Linked DNA regions of Oryctolagus cuniculus: region 1 is linked to region 2. The links are chromatin contacts, called in public Micro-C maps. All regions are on one chromosome and are shown on one strand. The core of a region is the stretch at or near the end of the contact, and the rest is flanking DNA. Distances in the headings are between cores, read along the strand shown. Region 1 overlaps RAPGEF4 (Rap guanine nucleotide exchange factor 4). Region 2 overlaps MAP3K20 (mitogen-activated protein kinase kinase kinase 20).

Region 1 (5,891 bases), core at 976-3,475, 410 kb before region 2:
CCTCAGGACGCCTTTCTCAACTGCAGTGCCCCTCCCTCTGCCATTATGACTCATGGCCTCCATATGCACACACCTGCTGTTCAGAGCCAAGGGCCTTGAACCTGAAAGGTGTGCTCCCTCAATGGCCACCTGCAGGAGCCACTGTGAAAACGTGCCATGTCTTATGTTCACATATTCAGGGTTCAGATAAAAACTGAAGACAGGGGCCAGTGCTGTGGCGCAGTAGGCTAGGCCTCCGCCTGCGGTGCTGGCATCCCATATGGGCACCGGTTCATGTTCCATCTGCTCCACTTCTGATCCAGCTCTCTGCTTATGGCCTGCAAAGGCAATGGAAGGTAACCCAAGTACTTGGGCCCCTGCACTCACGTGGGAGACCTGGAAGAAGCTCCTGGCTCCTGGCTTTGGATTGGCCCAGCTCTGGCCATCACGGCCATTTGGGGAGTGAACCAGTGGATGGAAGACCTCTCTCTCTGCCTCTCCCTCTCTCTGACTATACCTCTACCTCTGAAATAAATTAAAAAAAAAAAAAAAAGAGGCCAGAGAGTTGAGTAATAGCAAACTCAGAAAGATTTATCAAGAAAAGTCAAAGTTAAGAGGAGAAACCATCTGCAGCCCAGGATCATGTTTAAGATGATGTTTCAGATCCTCAGTCATAGGTAGCATATTGAAATGTGAAAATGAATACGGCACCCACCTAAATCTGAGATTTAAATTTTTGGGGGACTTGTGTGAATATTGGATTTGTTAGCAGTCACTGTCTTTATAATGGGATGGTTTCCTAAAAGATTTGTGTGCACGGCAGGGGTGGGTAGGGTTGGCATTTGGAGTTGGAATGCGGAATGTGGTGGCCTGGGTTATGCCCTTTGTTATGGATGGCAAAGTCTCAGGCAGTGCCCAAGTCCTACTTACTCCATAGTGTACTCTGCTGTTTGTGAGCAAATGCGTGGAAAGTTGCATCAGACACTGCCTGGAACCTGGGCCTCGCAGCTTGGATGCAGCCGCTCTCCCAGGACCAGTTTCCTCTGGGTCTCAGAGAGGGTCAAGGAGAGAAGCAGGTTTTGCTCCTCGACGCTGCCTCAGTTTCCCAGTGGGTCTGAGGACAGCCAGCATCTCTTGAATATTTGCCACGTGCCAGTATTGTTCTAAGCACGCATGGCTGCCTGGTTCATCCTTTACTCCTCACAACAACCCTGGGAGGCTCTGCGTTAGACCAGGTGCCCCAAGTCACGTGTCTAGAACTCAAGTGAATGCAAGCATCCGGACCCATGAACTGACTCAACAGAAGCCACGTGCAGCGGCAGTGTCCCGTCTCTCAGCCTGTCGTCACACTTTCAGGTCACCCCTGTCCTTTCTCTCTGCACATCTTCTGTCCCAGTAGGCACAGAGCTGTTCCTGGTGCTCATCTTACTCCAGGGTCACCTGCAGGCTGTGTCCAGGGGACAGGGCCCAGAAGGGGATTCTCCATGGTCTCTTCTCTTCGAGGTGGTCCTGGGGGAGCCATGATGGAGAGTGGGGAGAAGCTGGGATTTAAGGAGGAGAGAGGAGAGGAAAATGCGTGGAAGAGAAAAGAACCAGGAGAGCAGATATGCCCAAGGGGAAGAGAAATCAAGGCAGCAAGGGTGTGCTGACTCTAAACCAGCATCAGGTTTGGATGGGATTAAAATAGAATTTGGCCGGGCTCCAGAAATATTGCCCCGGACCAATTATGTCTCACCAGGACCCCCGCGGAGAATAGCTGAGTAGTGCTTTATTATTAGCATTTTTTTAAAACCAACAAACATCTAATTTTAGACTTTAGCTGTGACTTTGGCCTTAAACTTAACACAAAGCACTCCTAAGCTGGACTTGGTCTTGTCCTTGGGTGTTAGGAGTTGTGAGCTCTGACCAAAGCCGGCTTGCGGCCTTCTCGTACGCTACCTCCCACGGTGTTGCACCAGGGTTTCCTGGAGGGATCCGCACCACTAAGGTATGGGGAAGAGAAAGCTGCTAATTCCTGCAGCCCTCCAGAGGGTTGCCTGGGGTGGAGAGGAGGCTAAGTGTTCCGGCCTGCTCGGAGGGGGCAGGACGAAGTTCCAGCCACGCGGGGGAAAGAAGCTAAGGAGGCTGAGGGTGGTGGCTGAACCTCCTCCCGTGCCAAAGCGCCTGGAAGGAATAAGCAAAGCCAGTTCAACCTGCTCTGGCATTGCAGCTGGTGGGGCCACTCAGGATGACTGGTCAGCTTCTCAGAGCTGCGCCCTAAGGAGGCAGGGTTCTTCAGGCAAACAGAAGTGACAGCAGACAGAGCAGGGAGTGGGCGGATGAGAAAGGTTTTAAAGAACTGGGACTTTGGAACCTGTAGGGGATCCAGCAAACAGGAGATTCAGGTCAGAGCTGTTGCTGCCGTCTTGAGTTGCTAAGGCTGGGAAATTAGGTGGATTTCTGGAATTCTGGAAGTAGAATTCCCTCTTTGAGGAATCTCAAGGAAGCTCGTTTGGTTTTAAGGCCTTTAGTGATTACTCTCCATGTTCCAAAGAGTAATCGACTATATAAAGTCTATTGATTGTAAATGGTAATCACATTGAAAAAAGGCCATTATGGTAACATCTAGGCCAGTATTTGATCAAGCGACTGGTTAACCATCGTCTGGCCAGGTGGATACATAAGATCAACCATCAGGTACCCCAGTGGGGAGTGCAGTGGTTGAGTGATGGTCTAGGGGGAGGAGCAAGGAAGGACCCAGAAGCATTACCCCTAGAGAGCAGAAATAGTCATCGCTAAGTGCTTCCCTTGGGTGACGCTGTGCAGGGGCCCCTTGTGTGGTAACAGGTGTGACCTTAGGCCTCCATGTTCTGTTGGCCACTGGGATAGAATGGAAGGCTTAGCAGGTGCAACTTTCCCAGGCCCCCACGACAGGAATTCAATCTGACATGCCTGCCCCACCCTGCCTTGCATGTTCTTCCTGCTGTTAAACATGAAAAAAAGGGAGGAAGGGTAGGGGGTGATAACAGAGAAAGAAGACAAGATACCAGACACTAAGAGAATCGAGGAAAGGGGGCAAAGCAGGGACAGCGCCGAGTCAAGTCTAGAAGGGGGGCAGGTTTTCTCGTCTAAGTCCCCTGTACTGCGTGCCTGCCCTCCCGTCTGAGCCACAAGGGGATGTAGACAGAGATTCCCAAACTCAGCCCTCAGTTTCAGAGCCAGTGTGAGGACAGCATCTTCCCTGACCAGAATGGTGAGAGGAGCAGCCACAGCCTCTGGCAGCACAGCGCCCCCTGCGGGCCACTGTGTGCTAAGCACTTTCCCAGCAATATCTCCCTGACTGCTCAGCACTTGGCTCCACCCTCTTTGGACTCTGGTCAGTCTCCCAGGATGGGTGCCCAATAACTTGGCCAAGGCCACTCAGCTGTTAGGTGTCAGAGCCAGTTCTTTGTGATTCTAGGGCTCCAGGGCCTGAGCGTTCTCATTGTACAGGGGCTATGTGGGTGTGAAAGGGAGGGCTTGGTGGTGAGGCCTGAGCTGTTCGGGAGCAGTGACCACAGGCTCTTGCATTTCTCCTGCACCTGCCACCCTCCAAGCCTGCCTTGCAGTGTCTGCCTCACCTGGAGCGAGCTGCTGGGGACGGCCACTTCTCCGGCTCTTCCGGCTCTCCTCCCACCGCCAGCCAGATCTGGACACACACAGTTGGCTGAATGTGGTGCAGCCTCTCACAGGGCTTCCAGGCTAGAGGGTGGGACAGATGCACGTGAGAGGGCGGGGAGCGAAGGCACGAAGGTGTGAAGGGGGGGAAGGGAATCCTTTGGGAGTTCGCTGTCGTAGCTGAGTGTTGTGTATTGATTGGACATTATTGATTGGTAGAATTAACCAACATCCTCTTTACGTGACTATAGCAGATAGAAGGCTATGTAACTGAAGACGCAGAAGGTAACTCTTCCTTTTGATTCAAACTCGCACCACTTCTATCCCACTTCAGTAAACACTACGTGTTCTCCTTCTCTGTCCTTTTATTTTGTTGATTTTTGCTCTTCAGATTCAAGCACGCAGTCACTTCCTGTCTTTCTCATTGACTCGGCGGTCCTTCTTGAGCCTTTGGGTGGTACACTGTGGGTCACCAGGACCTTCACTGATGGTGGTCTTTGCTGCCAGCCTGTCACAGGACTGCTCATGGTTTACTAACTCACTTTGCCTTGAGCTTTCCCTCTTAGGAAGACCCACCTGAATGTGTGACCCTAATCCACAGGTGGAGGGGTGGTCAATTCTGGGTGACACCGTGGTGAGCCACCTGTGAGTTCCTTAACTAGTCCTGGCTGTGCTCAGCTTTGCTCATTATGTGTGGCCATTTGCCTGCACTGCCTGCCAGGGCTCTCCAAGGGGCACCTGCTCCCAAGCCCCTTTAGTATACCCAGGGGCGGGGGACGTGATGTGGATTCTTCTTGGCTGCCTGGATCACCGGCACCCAAGATCTTCCAGAGAAAGTCATTGATTGCATATTCGGGAGCAGCAGGGAAACACAGACTGCAGTGAGCGGTCACGTGGGGCTCAGACCCTCTCCCGGGAGGCGAGGGTGGTGAGAAAAGGCAGCTGGGCAGGGCGGACTGGGACAGCTCCCTGGCTTCTGCTGCCCGAGGGCTCTCCCACCATCAGTGCAGAGGCAGCTGCCGGGCAGCTGGGCAGGGGGGAGGGCAGCCTGGCTCTGCCTTACCTGCAGGGCCCACTCTTGGCTCATGATGTGGCCCAAAGCGGTACCCAGTGATGCCCGGGGGCCAGCACGGCTTCTCTCCTCCCCTGCATGTGGTCAGGCCCTTGCTGGCCGGGCCAGGAGCCTCACCTGCATCTGCCTCTCTGCTTTCCCGGTGGCTGGGTTCCCAAACCAGGGCTCCATGAGTGCACTGAATGGGAGGGGAGGCACAAGGGGCCCGCTCTCCCAGAGGCCCTCCTGGAGGAGGGCTACGTCACCTTCACTTAAATTTTTTTATTTTATTAGAGAGAGACAGAGACAGAGACAGAGAGAGAGAGAGAGAGAGAAAGAAATATCTTCCATCTGCTTGTTCACTCCACAAATGGCTGCAATGGCCAGGGCTGAGCTAGTTAGGTCTCCCACTTGGGTGGCAGGAGACCAGGCACTTGGGCCATCTTCTGCCGCTTTCCCAGGCATGTTAGCAGGAAGCTGGATAGAAAGCATAGCAGCCGGGACTTGAACCAGTGCCCATATGGGATACCAGCCTTGTGACCATTGGCTTAACCCATTATGCCACAATGCTAACCTTCACTTTTTTTTTTTAAAGTGAATATCCTTTAATTTATTTATGTATTTGAAAGAGAGAGAGAGCGCCCCAAAGAGAGATCTTCCATCTGCTGGTTCACTCCCCAAATGCCTGCAATAGGTGGGGCTGGGCCAGGTCAAAGCTATGAGCCAGGTTCTCCCAGTGGAGTGTCAGGGACCCAGGTACCTGAGCCAGCCTCTGCTGGCTCCCAGGTGCATTAGCAGGGAGCTGGATCAGAAGCGGAGATGGGACTGACTTCCAGCCGCTCCGGGATGGGATGTGGGCGTCCCAGACGGGGACTTAGCAGGCCCCCTTAGCTGCCCCACCTTCATTTCCTTCCGTCCTCTCTCGAGACCTCATGTGTCCTAATGCTTCTGGGAAGTGTGTAGACTGTTCTGTTCCTATCATGTTGGAAAACCTTCCGAGGCGGCCAGTGCCGGCAACTATCTCCATGCGTTGTATTTACTCCTCCAGCACTCTCCCGCTGTGTGTGTCGTCAGTGTCATCTCCCCCAGCCTCTCACCCCCTGCCCTGCCATTCTTTGTGCTAGCACGGGAGACAGAGCCCGAAGTGAGGGACTCGCCCCCAGACCACGTCTCCCGGCCACGGTGGCCCTGCCTGGCTCTCGTCTTCCCGTCAGTTTCCGCTTTG
Region 2 (5,920 bases), core at 2,692-5,191:
TGTCCTGAGAGGCCCAGGTCAGTTCTCTGCCTGGAAATACGAGGCTGTTCTGCCAGAGGTGGGTGCCAGTCCTGTGCACATACGTAGAGCAGTAGCTGATGGGTGTGCTCGGTTTTTTGTCAGTCCTCAAGCTTTAGGGTGTTAGCACCCAGGTTGTACTATTCAGGCCACCCACGGAACGGGTGTTCTCTTGCAGTGAGGAGGGGGGATGGGTGCACGCCAAAGTTGGAGGAGGGCAATGGGTCATCCCAGTGGCTTACACTGGGCGCCCAGACCATTCTGTCAAAGAGAAAGAAAAAGGAAAGGTGAATGTTGGTTCAAGCCCTGAAATGACACGCCTCAGTAAAGAAATAGTAATAGTTCAGCCCATGTGCTCACTTCCTAGGAAGGAAGGTGTGTGTCTTCCCTTGGGAGACGCCGAGTGTGGGAGCACAGACTCTGTCTATGACCTGCTCCCTGGGTGGGGCTGACCAGCTCCCTCTTTTCTGGAAGTCTCTCTAAGTCTATAAAGTGAAGGTAACAAATGGAGAAATAGTGTATGTAGATATAGTACATGTGGAAATGGTCCTTGTGATTTTTGTTTTCAGTAAGCAGGGCCCAGGTATCATGTGAGAGAAAGCTGAGTGCCTGTAGAGCAGCAGCCCGAGGTGCCGATGCACGGCCCTCTGCAGCCAGCACGCACGAGAGCCCACAGTGCTGTTGTTCTGAAACATTCACACCGGTCACTTTGTCTAAGGGCAGACTCCAGCTATAAAATTACAGTCTTTCTAGGGGTTCTCGTTCAATTATGAAGGTTTCACTGTATTTCAAGAATGATTATGAATATTATTCTGTAAAAATCCTTGAGTTTCTCCTGCTTTTCCTTACAAAATGAAAAATCCTTTATTATGTAATTAGTTCCTGTGCAAAAAAAAAATTTTTTTTTCTTTTAAAACCTGACACATGGTGGTAGAAATTAAGATGGAAATAGAGTTAAAGGAGACAGGATATTTTTCAAGTTTCCTGCTTAAGGCAGTTTTCTCTTAACTTACTAAAAAGCTGAATATATGCCAGTAGCATTTAGGTACTTATGCCGTCTCTTTAAAACACAGACACACACACACACACACACACACACAAGCATGTGCTCTTAAAAAGAGAAAAATAGTGGCCTAACTCCATAGCTCAGTTGTGTATTTCTGAGAAATGGGAAAATTGCTTTTCTTACTAATACAGGAGGCTCTCGGTCCTGAGAGCAAGCTACCTCAACATTGTTCTTTCTTGTTTTTGTGCGCCCAAATTAAAATGCATGTTTAATTGCTGCAACTGTAATTTGTTCAGAAATGGTATAATTACAAGGCATGTGAAGAGAGACTGTGCATCATCCTTTTATTCTCTTCCTCCGTTTTTGTTTTAACCTTTTGTCTCAACCTTGGCTGGAGTCTAAGGAGAGAGACGAGGATAGCTAGTGTGAGCTGAAGAAATGTACTTCCCACTGCCTCCCGCCCTGCTGAGCAGCGTCTCCCGGTGTCCCGCACGGAGGCTCATCCTAATGTGGGATAAACATTGAGAGCAGTGACTTTAAAATTGGAGGATCTTTTTCCTAACCAGCTGAAATTGGGAAATTTTATTCCAGAAGTCATCAATTTGGAATTAGATTTTTTCTGCCAACATTTTTTTTTAAGATTTATTTATTTATTTATTTGAAAGTGTTGGGGCCAGCGCTGTGGTGTATCAGGAAGAGCCCACTGCCTGCAGTGCCAGCATCCCATGTGGGCACCAGTTTGAGTCCCGGCTGCTCCACTTCCAATCCAGCTCTCTGCTATGGCCTGGGAAAGCAGTGGACAATGGCCCAAGTGCTCCCGGCTCCTGGCTTCAGATTGGCGCAGCTCCAGCTGTTGCTGCCATCTGGGGAGTGAACCAGAGGATGAAAGACCTCTCTCTTTCTCTTTCTCTCTCTCTCTCTGCCTCTCCTTCTCTCTGTGTGTAACTCTTTCAAGTAAATAAATAAATCTTTAAAAAAAGAAAGAGAAAGAGTTGCACAGAGAGAGAAGGAGAGGCGGAGAGAGAGAGGTCTTCCATCCACTAGTTCACTCCCCAGTTGGCTGCAGTGGCCGGAGCTGTGCCGATCCAAAGCCAGGAGCCAGGAGCTTCCTCCAGGTCTCCCATGTGAGTACAGGAGCCCAAGGACGTGGGCCATCTTCTGCTGCTTTCCCAGGCCATAGCAGAGAACTGGATTGGAAGTAGAGCAGCCAGGTCTTGGCGCCCATATGGGATGCTGGCACTGCAGGCAGCAGCCTTACCCACTGTGCCAGAGCGCCAGTCCCCTGCCAACATTTTTTATAAAACATACAAAAATTTAAAGAATTGTACAGCAGGGGCCGACGCTGTGGTGCAGCAAGTAAAGCTGCTGCCTGTAGTACCGGCATCCCATATGGGCGCTGGTTCGAGGCCCGGCTGCTCCACTTCCTGCTCAGCTCTCTGCTGTGGCCTGGGAAGGCAGTAGAGGACGGCCCAAGCCCTTGGGCCCCTGCACCCACGTGGGAGACCCGGAAGAAGCTCCTGGCTCCTGGCTTCGGACTGGCCCAGATCCGGCTGTTGTGGCCATCTGGGGAGTGAAACAGCGGATGGAAGACTTCCTTCTCTTTGCCTCTGCCTCTCTGTAACTCTACCTTTCAAATAAATAAATAAATCTTTAAAAAAAAAAAAAAAGAATTGTACAGCAAACACCAAGAACACCAAGATACTCAGACTCCCATTAACTTTTTACCAGTTTTATCACATAGATGTTTTTAAGGACTAATTTTTTTCCTTTGAGGAGCCCTTAATCATACCCAAAGAGAACTTCTACCTGGAGAAAAACACTAATTATCCCAAGCTTAGGCCACATGGATAGAAAAACAACATCAGAATCTATTCCTTCTCCTTTTAAATTTTTATTTATTTCCATTTTATTTGAAAGGCAGATAAATGGAGATAAAGAGACAGACACACAGAGCTCTTCCATCTGCTGGTTCACTCCCCAGATGCCTGCAACAGCCTCAGCTAAGCCAGGTCCAAGCCAAGAGACTGGAATTCAATCAGGTCTCGCACGTGGGTGGCTGGAACCCAAGTACTTGAGCCGTCACCTGCTGCCTCCCAGGGTGCATATGTTCTTCAGCATAAGTAATCCAAAATATGGAATCTGCTGTAAATAACGTTGTGTCACGTTTCCTTTCGCCCGCCCGGTGGGCTGAGCTGGGTATGACCGTGCCTGTGGGTGCCTGTGTCTTCTCTAAAGCTCTCCTGCTTAAGGCCCAGTATGTGACTCTCTCCCCTTTTGCAGAAACGGCCGTCGTTCAAGCAGATCATTGCCATCCTGGAGTCCATGCGCAATGACACGAGCCTTCCTGACCAGTGCAACTCGTTCCTGCACAACAAGGCAGAGTGGAGGTGGGTGGTCCTGGCGCTGCAGCCCGGCCACAGAGCCCTGGCTGACAGTCCTGCTGGCTGCGCGTGGCTTAGGGAAAACAATGTTTTAGACCTTTGGAGAGGAGACCTGGTGAGCCCTCCCTCTCACACGGAAGCAAGAGGGAGAGTCTGCGTTGTCTGACTGCATCCCTCAGTGTTTGGAAAGAATACTGAAATCCTGGCTTCTGAGACAAACGCTGGTGAGCAGCCCGTCCCCGTCCCCATCCCCGCTCTGGCCTGTGTCCAGTAAAGTAAGAGAGGAAAACTGTGCAGGCCTTGAAATGCGCGGGCGCCAGATCTGCTGCTGGAGAGGGCAAGGGCACTGTAAAAACACTTGTAAAAGAAAACTTGGGCCCTTATAAATCCTATCAAATGTTGTGAAGTGCAGAACAAACTTCGGAACGAGAGAACCGTCTTGTATGAGTGGAAAAAGTAAGCCCAGGCTAGCCCGTCCGAGCCAGCTCACATGATGCACGTATAAATAGCATGTTTGGGAGCTGACACCACTGCTGCCCTGACTCAGCAGAGGTGGGAGTAACCTCAACTCTGCTCCGAGGCAGTAATGTGAGGCCTTACGCCATCTGCTGATGCTGGCTGAACACTGCATGCAGGTTGAAAACCACCAGGTTGTGGACTCCTGTTGTCCCAAGTCTCCTTGGGCTTCCTGTTTGGTATTTTACAGTCACACTATGTATGCTTATTCCTTTGAAAGATCTCCCTAGGGCGAGTGAGTTAAGTGAATTATTACTTAGGGCTACAAAAGTAACACCGTGAAGTCAAGTCTAGTCCTAAGAGACAATTTTTAGGCTGAAATAATTAAAAAAGCAAAACATTTGTTTCCTGCAGTAAGAGATCAGTGACTGTGTAATCGGATCACTTCCCATCAGAACCCTCGTATGGGTTCCAATCACTCGTAAGATGAAGGGAAAGATACTTAACAGGACTTTGGAGACTGAATGAGGCCATCTGGGTTTTGGCCCCAATGGCCTTAGCTTAAGATCATGGTCCTATTCCACGCTTGCCCTCCCTCTGCAGGGGGGCTTTGCAGATACAGTTTCCCCTCTTTAAAGCCCACCCCTGTGCAGCTGCACACCACCCCTGAGGCTCCGGTAGCTGAGATAACACAACAGGCCAAGTCCTGCCTTCCGCACTCCGAGAGCGTGTCTCCTCCTCAGCCCCGCCCTTGCCCTCTGTGGGTAGTTGTTGAACTATGTCCCCCTGTTGCTTGCACTCACCACTGTCCCTGCAGCTCCTAGAACATGCTGGAAACACAGCTGTTGCTTGGTCAATACGTACGAGGACAGAGGAAGAGAATGCCTTGTTGGTAATGATATGAAAGGATGGTGTTATACAGCAGCACATAACCCTGTAGGGCCATTTGTCTGCCATGACAAGCACCCAGGTTGTATTTGTTTGTTCAGCATCCATTGTGCTTCTGCTGGTGCCGCCCAGGTGCCGGGCCGGAGCCATGAGCACAGGATGCTTGTCACAGCGTGTCCAGTTGCCAAACTGCTAAATGGAAACCCACACATAGCTACTGGACAGGCGTCGCAGCTGAGAAGCGCCGGACGCCTGAGAGCACAGGCCCACACCATCTGATCTGGGCCGAGGCTGCTGTGAAAGCCTTCCCCAAGGAAGTGCCATTCGATCTGTTATCCCAAGGGTCAGTGGGATATTAATACCCTTGCGACAGGGAGTCTTTAAAAGTATGGCAACAGAGCATCAGTCAGGAGGAAAGTCGCTTGCTCTCCACGTGAAAATCTTAAAGCCTACATATGGCCAAAAACAGTGCCCTCAGAAATCGGGTCCAAGACAGATGACAGCTGCTGTCACAGCTCTTCCCCACGTACGACCATTCCCATAGGTTTTGGTCTCAGGACTCTTTTACGTTCTTAGAATTACAGTGGACTCCAAAGAACCTTTGTTATCATGACCTGCATCTGCCAGTGTTTACCACATTCACGATGAGAATCGAGAAAAAACTTAAATATGTGTTGATTCATTGAAACTACACACAGTGACACAGCACGCTTTTGCATTCAGTCTGCGTCACTTGCGCACGCAGGGAACCTGTGGGAGACCGAACGCTTTTAGAGGATGAGAGCGGAACAGGCGACCCCTGTCTAGTGATATTCTGAAAACAGCGTAACTCCAAGAATCTTCTGGAAGGTCTCATGGGTCCCCAGAGCAACACTGAAAACCTCTGTCACAGACAAAGAGTTTTTTTATTTAAAATAACATTTTAGAGGTGTGGATTGTGGCTGAGTGGGGTTAGCTACTGCTTGAGACCCATCCCATATTGGAGAGCCTGGTTGGAGTCCTAGCCACTCCATGCTTCCAATTCAGCTTCCTGAAATACGCACCTGGGAGGCAGCAGATGATGGTTCAGGTACTTGGGTCCCTGCCACCCTGTGGGAGATGCAGTTGGAATTCCTGGCTCCTGGCTTGGGCCTGGCCAAACCCTGGTGTTATAGGGATTTGGGAAGTGAAC

The links. A called contact is a pair of places that touch in the nucleus more often than the background predicts.
Region 1: a Micro-C map of ear pinna shows a contact between it and region 2, with 5 times the contacts expected there. The contact joins two enhancer-like sites. A contact is called at or near these places in 2 of 6 Hi-C or Micro-C datasets (ear pinna and an unstated tissue).

What each region holds. Positions count from the first base shown.
Region 1 is chr3:68,327,310-68,333,200 of mOryCun1.1, reverse strand. The region is part of intron 3 of RAPGEF4 (Rap guanine nucleotide exchange factor 4); the gene reads left to right. Among named protein-coding and RNA genes, the nearest start is that of RAPGEF4, 64 kb to the left of the region's middle. Within about 2 kb of position 2,225, at least 1 of the 8 cell types and tissues checked has an H3K27ac peak or open chromatin away from gene starts, as enhancers often do.
Region 2 is chr3:67,921,617-67,927,536 of mOryCun1.1, reverse strand. It overlaps MAP3K20 (mitogen-activated protein kinase kinase kinase 20), which reads left to right. Exons shown (of 20, transcript XM_008258756.4): 10 at 3,305-3,411. Among named protein-coding and RNA genes, the nearest start is that of MAP3K20, 120 kb to the left of the region's middle. Within about 2 kb of position 3,941, at least 5 of the 8 cell types and tissues checked have an H3K27ac peak or open chromatin away from gene starts, as enhancers often do.